Regions from separate parts of the Oryza sativa genome. Here region 1 is linked to region 2. The links are chromatin contacts, called in public HiCAR-type maps. All regions are on one chromosome and are shown on one strand. The core of a region is the stretch at or near the end of the contact, and the rest is flanking DNA. Distances in the headings are between cores, read along the strand shown. Region 1 holds the start of LOC4341379. Region 2 has its middle 12 kb from the start of LOC136351240.

Region 1 (4,998 bases), core at 675-3,174, 110 kb after region 2:
AAAATTTTAAGTAATTATTAATTCTTTTCCTATCATTTGATTCATTGTTAAATATATTTTTATGTAGGCATATAATTTTACATATTTCACAAAAATTTTTGAATAAGACGAACGGTCAAATGTGTGCTAAAAAGTCAACGGTGTCAAATATTTTGAAACGGAGGGAGTACATAGTCATGCTTCGTCGGCAGGGTAGCTCGATCGATGTCTGCAGGCTGCAATGTCGTCAGCTAGCTCAGCGGCTATATATGCGTCTCCTTCCTTATCTGATCTACACAAGATAGCCCAAGATTGGAACGAAATGTCACTCGATCCATGCTTATCTTTTTCCTGCATGCATGGATGCGTATGCATCTCTGCCTGCCAAGCCAATGCCACCTCTCACGCAGACAACCCGATGCATGGCCGGCCGGCTGCTGCTGATATATAGCTGGAGCTAGCGCGTCATCGCTGCTGATACAGATATACTTGCTCCGTGTCAAAATGTTGCTATCTAATATATGATCGGATATTTTCTAGTACAACAAATTTAAACTGAAACCTATTTTGATTTGTTATACTATAAAGTATCTAATCATTAGCTAGGTTAGTAGTAATATTTCGGGACGAATATAGTACAATGGATCAGTGACGAAAGCAGCGGTTTCGGATGCAGATACCTTGGCCATCGCGACGAGCAATCAATCGATCGATCGATCAAGGCGGATTTTTCTGACGGATTGATGGTGTTGCGGCGGTTGGGTCCATCACTCCGAGGCGCGGGCGTCGTACGTCAGGGCGGCTGGCTTGGCTGCGGAGATTGGGCCGGGTAGCCGGCCGGCCGACCAATTTACTGACTCTCTCCGCCGTCGTCTAGCCATTTACTGCAGCTGCTGCTGCTGCTGCTGCTGCGGCTGTCACGGCGTTGTGACTGAACGCCGAGGCAAAACCGTCCCGGAGCTGACGAAATTTGTTCGGTGATGAGATGCCAGTGGTTCTTGTCTGCAAACGTCGTGACAATTTACATCATTGCCGGAGGTCTGCGAGTCATTTGATGGAAGAGAAGAAAAAGATGTCTCGGCTATGTTTGAAGCAAAGGTTTGAGAACCGTTTTTCCTCGACATGCAAAATGGAGGGTTGAGTTAGCACATAGTTAATTAAGTATTAACTTAAAAAACTTAAAAAATAAATTAATACGATTCTTTAAAGTAATTTTCCTATAATATTTTTTTTATTTAAAAAAACAACAGTTTAGTAGTTTGTGGAGAAAGAGTAGTAAAAGTTAAGGGTGGATCACTGCCTGGTCTTTTAACTGACCAAGTGGCCATGTTTGGAGAGAAACATTGGAGATGTATACCTTAGTGAAATTGTGAGGTTAATTCTATTTGGATTTGAATAATTGGGAATCATCACAGTCCGTATGCAAACAATTAATCCAAAGTTTTCTGTAGGGAAAAAAATTCATAAACTGCAATATTCATTCAGTGAACTGAGGCCAAAATCAGTTGGACATGATGTGTGTTGCCAAAGAACAAGATTATATTTCTGATGATGGGCCCTTAAACTTCAATTTAAAGCAAAATGAAGCCTGCTTCACAGATTGACCCAATTTGCTTTGGGCCTTAAAAAGAAAGGCCTAACGGTAACTTTTAGGTCCAATCAGATCCAGCCCATAGCCTAACCAGCCCATTGAACCCGTCTCTTCTACCCTTCGCCGACATCGCCGGAGCCGCGCGGCGCGCGGCGGCCGGCGGCGAGCTCGGATCCCCACCTCCACCCCTCCCGACTCCCACGCCTTCCTCCTCCACTGCGACCTACGGTGTAGGCGCATTCCGCCTACGTGGCCTCGCCTCCGCCTCCGGTTCCTCCGCCACGACGTGTCCGCGTCCCGTCCACTCGCCCGATGAGGAAATTTCCCTTCTGTACTGTTTCGCACGACTCTTCCGCCGACGAATTCCCCCGCTTCCCCATTTCGTCTCGCGGTGAGTTTTTGGTAGTTTAGTTTGATACACCACTTCGTTTGATACCCTCGGCGACCGCGCGGCGGCCAGCGGGCGCATCCATGGCGGCGGCGGGATCCATAGGCGTGTACAGGGCGGTGTTCGCGGCGCTGGGCGCTCTCATGCTGGGCACCCTGGTGTACACCTGCGTCACCGACGGCTCGCCGTTTCGCCTCGAGCTGCTCACCCCGTGAGTGCGTTGATACACCACTTCGTTTTCCTTCCCCCTCCATGGAAGAGGATTGGGTGCTAGTTACTGCCGCGAATTTTGGTAGTGCTGGCTAATTTCAGATGTGCTAGTTACTGATTGTTAGTCAGCTATTGCTTTTTTTACTAAAGTAGACCATTTCAAGCTTTTGGATTTTTGTTTTAAATTTAGGCGTAATGATTAGCAAATGTTGGGAGTCACTAGTACTATTTTAAGTATTATTCCAATGTTATTGTCTGTGACCTGCACAATGGTGCTGCAGAAAGACAGGAAGTATAGGTAGTTCTCGATGGATGCAACTTTGGATAATTAAGTGCACCAATTATGCTCTAGACCTCTAGGTTTGTAGTTTGTGCCCAAGGCTTTGAGAGAGTTTGTATGTTCTTAACGAATGAACTATGTGTTGCATCAGAGTAGGGAGGTCAGAACTATTGTCCAAAAGCGCCTTAACTTGAAGTTGTAATTTTTCTCTGTGTAGGTGGTTGGTGGCAACACTGATTGATTTTTATGTCAATGTGACTGCGATTTCGGTAATTCATTTATCTCTGTGCTGTACTTTGCGCCCTCTTCACCAACTAGTTATTTTGTTACGAAGGAAGTGTTTACAAGCAGTATGATTAGAAGGAATTATTTTCTGGAGCGTGAAGTGAAAGCGGCAGCAGTCAATTGTTTGCATGCATTGTACAAAAGTGCAATATGTTCTACCATTTTTTAAATCTGTTATTTACGAATAAATTCAATGTTGCCAAAACATATTTCATAGGAGATATAATGCTTGGAGTTAGACCTTTTTTTTTTCTGTGTGTACTCAATTGATAAAATGTTTGCTAAATTTGCGAATCTGGTGAAATTTTGATTTCCACCAAACATAGTTCCTGATCTGTATGAGGGAATGGTATCTAACTGGTTGAAGCTTTAACTAAATTGCATGACGATTGATCTCAGATATGAAATGATAGTAGAGAAGTTTTGTTGTATTATCTCTCTTAACATGTATTTTTTTTTTGTGTGTGTGTGTGTGAAGTTTGGAGCTTTTGCTGATATTTCTGCTCCAACTCCAATCTGTGTACCACTGAAAAACTAACAGAGAATTCTTTTGTGTGTCTTATCCTAATTAGCTCCTTTCCCCTGATTAAGACAAACAATTTCTAGATTCCACCTTAAATATATACACAAACTAAAGGATATTTGGATCTGCAAGGGTTGACCACTCAAATGCTTTGCTCTACATGATATAAATAATGTAAAAGAAAATCATTATTTATTTGTCCGCTTCATGTATGGAGATACAATTTTAAATATTATTTCATCTTGATGTGAGCTAGAGATGTTCTTGCATGTTGCAGACTTGGGTTATCTACAAGGAAGTAAATTGGATTAGTTCTTTCTTTTGGGTAGTTCTGTTGTACTGTTTTGGCAGGTACTCATTTCCTTCTTGATAATATTTGTGGCTTGTCAAACTTTCATAATTCTGTTTGAATGGAGATATTCATTTTACCTAATGTGATCATCCTTTTTTCCTGTTATCTTTTCAGTATTGCTACATGTGCTTATGTTGTTGTGAAGCTTTTTGAAATAAAAACTTCCGGACCTTCACAAGATCCACTTGATCTTTTATTCCTCAGGTACAGATTCAAATTTTTCCTAGCGTATGCAGGATGAAAAGATTTTAGTTTGATGCTTTTGACAGCATAATTTGGCAAATCAAGTAAAAAAAAGTTTTTTTTTTACATGCTGATATTGAAAACAGAAATGGATTTGGCAATTTTGTTCTTTTTCTGGGCTGGGGGCACTGATGGTCTGGTGGACATGGACTATAAGAAGCTTATATTGGTTCATGGTTACGCTATGTTCTCTTTCAACTTTGGGGGGACCTGTGAAATGTGTTATCCTGTAGATTTCAACACCTACAACAAGAAACTTTTGCTTTCACAGTTTTTGCATCTTTTGGGTCTAGATCCCTCATATGTTGAGTAATATACCTAACACTCCAAATTCCATAGTTCCATAGTGCATGCTCTCACCAATGTGGTGACCTTGTGTCACATTCTGGATGTCTAAGGAATATTGTTGTTCATATATCAATTGTTATTCTTATCTTCTGTGTTTTGAGGTGTTTCTCAACTTCTTTTCAGGCAAGGAGATCTATCCGAAAGAAAGTCCTCTTTTGTCATAATTGGGAGAATTATTTTCAGCATTTTGGGGGCAATGATGGCTGCAGTCGTAATTTATACTGTCATCACTGATGGACTACCTTTCAGGAAGGACTTGTTGACCCCGTAAGTGAACCATATTTGCTCAGATTATTTAAGAAACCTTATTTTCTTTAAGTACATTCTAAGTCCAGTTGAATGCAGCAAGCAAAATGGATAAATCCCAGTGATTGAATGAAAGATCACAGAGGCATAGATTGATAATACAGCTAAAGGAAATTTTGAAAATAATATATTTAATAAGCAAGACAAATGTGTATTTACAAGTGCTATAAGCACCCTATGCTGAATTTACATTCAAGAGTTAAACTAGTAACTGTCTTGTTAGGAGCACTTAGCACTTACCATAGTTGTGTACAGGCAAGGAGAACATTTTACTTGTGTTCTGGACTTATCTTCTAAAAATTTGACTGCAAATAGTCATAAAAAATTCTGAAATAACTTAGCAGTATAGATCATTATCTATAAAAACAATGTGTAAAAATTCAACTGCAAATGTGGCTTGTATTGGGAGAAACAAAAAAACAAATATCAGTGAATAGTAGCTTTCCCTTTTTCTTTTTGCCATTCCACTTTCCGTTGAATTTTTCCTTTCTAT
Region 2 (4,983 bases), core at 978-3,477:
ACCTCACTCTTGTCTAAAACGATAAGTATTATCTATCCGGAGGAAGTAGTCATTTTAGTATACACTTTCTATTGTACAACTATGTGGTTAATACCTCCTAACTATGTCCTCCTGGTATATCGAGAAACCACCCCATATTGTCGAGTTCCTTATGACAATCCGTCATGGCTATCCAACCGATTAAAGTTACGGAGGAGTACCCGCACCAAACACCCGTACTGAGCTGTCACCATCAGCGACCCACCTCTATAGATCTGTGGCAAATAGCACCACTTAATGATATCTAATAATCTAAGCGCCGCACTTAGCTTCCTAAATATTACTCTACATCTCTGCAGATGATATAGAGCAACTAGATAAATAGACACTAAGCCAATACCATTGTATATCTCTGGTAAGCTAGTCACATAATTAATACAAGGCAAGTATAACCCAAAGTTGGTACTCGAATAATTATGCAAGGATCAAAACTATATAAAGAAGAATATTTCATTATCGGATAAAGTCTTACAAGAGACAGAAAAGCTACTAGAACCATATTCGAATTCTCCGGAAGACTTCAGGAACTAGAGAAGACTATTCTAATTCTAACTCTACTAGCACTAGAGCAAAGTATGAAAACTAAAGAGCTTCTTCACTTGATTCCTTCTTGGTGTGTGTTGAAATGGAGGAGGAGAGAGCCTTTTATAGCTGCTTAATGATGGTTAGTAGCGCCAATACCGGTCACAACCGCCATAGAGAAGTCGGTAGTAACCGTCATAGGCAGTTGTGGCTGGGCCGGGCTAGGCCGGGGTCGGCCAAACCCAGGGGTCGACCCACAGTGGCATGTTGGTTGGGCCTATTTGCATATGTTCTAATTGGTTTGTGAGCCCATCCATCCATATGTTTGCCACATGTCGGGCTTTGATTGGTTAAACGATGAATTTCCATCATTTCTCCTCCATCTATGAAGTAATCTCCTGTATACAAATAATTTGCCAAGTACAAGTGAAACTAGATTATTTCTAATTAAATATGCATGCAAGTATTGCTAGTCAATTGCATTTCTTGGATTATCTCTTATTTTAATGCATAATCTAGATATTGTCACAATTAGATAGTCTGCACTTCTCTGTGTCATCTCAAGCTTGTTTCAAAAATGGGTTTAGGTCAATGATGCCTAATTATTGTATTTTATCCAATTGTTTATAACCAAACAAAGTCACATTTTATGCAATAATTGGAATTGCATTAAAAAAAAGATAAGTTAGCATTATCTTTGAGGACTTGGAGGGAAAAACATAGTGTCATGTGAATAATGGATAACAATGTAATGCGTGATAATGAGCTCAACGGAAGTGAATGGATGAGTAATCAATGATTCAATTCGATGGATAAGTAGCTTTTTGATCCAACGACTAATAACCCTATACTAATGCGATATGATGACTTGACATTGTTGATTATATGGTTTCTTGCATGTCTTGCTTTATTGGGTACCAAACCATACAAGAAGATAGGATTGGGAAGCATTTATAACTAGAGCTACAACTTTAGAGTAAGTGATGAGAGATCTCTTGGCACAAGTTTAATGGTAAAGATAACTGTTGGTTTTAGGCCTATATTTTAGCCAACGTGTAATTAGACATAAGATTGACTTCAGCTGCTTTTCCCTCTCTAATTTTACTTATATTTAATGCATTTATCTTAGAACATGTGTAGAGCTAACTTTTATATAAGAGTCAATACTCTTTATTTTTTTCTCTCCATTCTTCGCATATGCATATAGCACAGAGTTATTTTGCTCTTTTATCTCAATTCATGGATAGTTGGCTATAAAAAAATCATGCATAGTTGTCTACATGTACAATTAATTTGTGAATGAAGTTAACTTTTCCTTTTAGTCTGGCCTTCTTTAGTTGTAAACATAGATAGCTAGATGGGCCGCTTGGCCCGACACGGCTCGGGCATGACCGGGCCTAGCTTCTAGATCAGTCGGACTAGTGTGGCGCGACCTACATGTCGGGCCAAGCTGGGCCTGCCCACTGCTGCGCCAATGGCCTAAGTATGGTCCAATAAGACGGGTCGTGTCGAGCCGGCCCAAAGGCATGAAAACCTATGTGCTCCTCCTTCGAAAAAGTATATTTTGTCTCTCTCGTCTCTTTGGGCCATCTCTTATGTGGTCAGAATAAGTCTATTTGCGTCCCTCATGTCTTCGGGCCGTCTCCGGCCAGCACACCGTGCCAAGATAGAGGCCTAGGTATGACCCAAAAGTCGGCCTGGACCGTGCTTGGGACGGGCCAAAACCTCGTGCCGTGGGCCGGGCCGTCTGGTCTCAGGCCTTTTGGTTTACTATAGTTGTAACCCGAGGAATATTTAAAACAGCCAGCACAAAATTTCTAGCGGGCTGGATTTACGCAGCAACTTTTGGACTGAAAGGAAGGGGCCCCAAGGAAACTAATCGGGCATTTCCTCGCACTATATGTTCCAAGCCCGATTAGAAGAAACAAGTCTAAAGCATTTACTTTCGTGATACATATAAAACACTTTGTGTTACAGTATACCGCAAGATGATAAGATAACTTCAATTCACGTGCACACGCACTTTTTTTTTCGAAGAAGAGAGCAAGGGGACTGCTTCGTTTCATTAATAAAGAAGAGAAGTGAGTTTATATACTCTCTCTGTTTCAAAATATTTGACACCGTTGACTTTTTAGTATGTGTTCAACCATTCGTCTTATTCAAAAAATTTAAGTAATTATTTATTCTTTTCATATCATTTGATGCATTGTTAAATATACTTTCATATATACATATAGTTTTACATATTTCATAAATTTTTTTAATAAGACGAACGGTCAAATATGTGCTAAAAAGTCAACGGTGTCAAACATTTCGAAACGGAGGGAGTACAAGTGTTAGGGGGAGGGCGTGTTTACATAGGGGACTATTATCACGACATTCGTTAGCTCTCTAGGCTTTTTTGCCCCTGCCATCAGGCTCTGGCCTCCTCTTTTTATTTTTTGCTATAATTGTGATCGGTGTTGTGGCAATGTGTTTCAAGACTCCTTCCAAACTTTATAGACGACTAGCTATAAGGATGAGCGAGCGGAGTCTGCGCTTTGATGCACTTGCATGTCCTTCCTCCGTTTCACAATGTAAGTCATTTTAGCATTTCTCATATTAATATTGATGTTAATGAATCTAGACATATGTACCAAGTAGAGCTTGGTACAACCCGCTTAAATCAATGATACTCACGAAACAATTTACTTGTCGTGTGGTTCTATTATTTTAAATCTTTATTAGATATGTTTATCGTTGTCACATTTCAAAGCAGCTTTAGAGATGTCTTTCTCGTACTTACTAAAAAAATTACTACCCCCGTTCCAAAATAATTGCATTTCTAGGATTCAAAATTTGTCCCAAAATAATTGTAATTCTATAGTACTAATTGCCCCATCAATCATATCTCATTCAAATTTCTCCCTATTTTACCCTCAACCATCTTCCCATTCTCACATAAACACCATTTAATGAGGGGCACCATAGTCTTTCTTCTCAAACCTTAATATATGCTAAACAATATAGAATTGCAATTATTTTGGGACGGAGGTAGTAAAGCTTTGCTTTGGGAAGTATTATTAGCATGTATTAATGATGATAATAATGTAATTTGCAACAGTTTAGGGTGAGATTGGTTGAACGACAAATGGAGTAAGCTGTAACGGAGGGAGTAGTATAAAATTGATGCATGTCCCGTCGCCCATTGCATTGATGCTTACCGTAGACCCTAAAAGTAAAGCACGCAGACAAGGATATGCGTTCCCGTCCAATGCAAATCCACAAGTTTGAGTCACCCCATAAAATCGTTCTAGGATTCTTGACTTCAAAGGTTGGTAATTTCGCCGAATACGTACTATAGAGGCCTAGAAAAAGATGACCGGTGACTTCGAACAAGAGAAACCAAAAAATAACGACCCAAAGTTTGTCCCAAGTCTTCGTTTCAAATTGGGCCAGCCCACCATTTCTTTCAACGGTCGGAAACTTTACAGACCGACCTCACCGACCTCCCCCAATATATATCTATAGTCTTAGACTATAGGAGTGGTGACAGTAAATTTATCGCCTCTTTAAGTATTTTGTAGTTTTACAAACTGCCTCTGATCTATTTTAATACTGTGGAATAGTCCAAGATTTGGTCCAATCAAGTGATAAAAAAAATAAAATAAGCAAACAAGTGCTGCTAACATATATTTGATTAAAAATATATTTTATATGGCATTTTACAAGTAAAGCTAACACGACTAGACTACTCTATTTCAATCCTTTAATGTAGTCCTAGTAAACATGCCCAAGTTACAGTGTTTTGTTAAAAAAATACTACCCCTCCGTTTCATATTATAAGCCACCTTTAGTTTGTCCTAAATCAAACATATTTAAGGCTGGTCAGGTTTCTAAGAAAAATATAGTAGTATTTTCAATCTAAAATAACTATGCTATAAAACTATAAACAAGATAAATTTGATGAATAATGTTACAAATATTGTTATATTTTATATAAATTTAATTGAACTTAAAAAATTTTAACTTATGATAAATCCAAGGTAACTTGTAATATAAAACGGATCGGACGAAGTACTACAGTATTCCTTAATTCAGCGCTCTTCAAAAAAATTATTAAATTCAGTAATTGTGCTTTGCTCGTTAGGAGCAGTTGCCAATAAAGAAAGGGTTAATTGAATCCATGCCATTACAAATGTGCATATTCAGATAAATGCCATTCTAATTTATCTATTTCTAACCGTGTCATTGAAATTTTACAAAATTAGGACCGTGCCATTGCCGTCAAGTTTCCATACATCTCCATCATTTTTTTTTTTTTGCCGTTTCTTCTTCTTTTTCCCTCCCATCGTCTTCGCTTCGCTCGGCAGTTGTGTATGATGTCCGGGGGTTCAGGACACCAACGCCGCCGTGGCCAGCGCGTTGATTTCTCCTGCCATG

What was found. HiCAR-type assays count read pairs that join an accessible place to other places.
Region 1: a contact with region 2 is called in a HiCAR-type map of leaf, with 6 times the contacts expected there. The contact joins the promoter of LOC4341379 here to the enhancer-like site in region 2. A contact is called at or near these places in 5 of 15 Hi-C or Micro-C datasets (leaf, leaf mesophyll, panicle and 1 more) and 1 of 4 datasets of contacts at active chromatin or transcription factors (leaf).

What each region holds. Positions count from the first base shown.
Region 1 is chr6:23,556,265-23,561,262 of ASM3414082v1, forward strand. It overlaps LOC4341379, which reads left to right and starts at 1,925. Exons shown (of 9, transcript XM_015785591.3): 1 at 1,925-2,169; 2 at 2,666-2,717; 3 at 3,534-3,607; 4 at 3,723-3,812; 5 at 4,323-4,466. The coding sequence starts at 2,042.
Region 2 is chr6:23,442,239-23,447,221 of ASM3414082v1, forward strand. It overlaps the pseudogene LOC107278114. Among protein-coding and RNA genes, the nearest start is that of LOC136351240, 12 kb to the right of the region's middle. Within about 2 kb of position 2,228, at least 9 of the 15 cell types and tissues checked have open chromatin away from gene starts, as enhancers often do. A contact at or near this core is called in leaf, panicle and seedling, where this site is marked.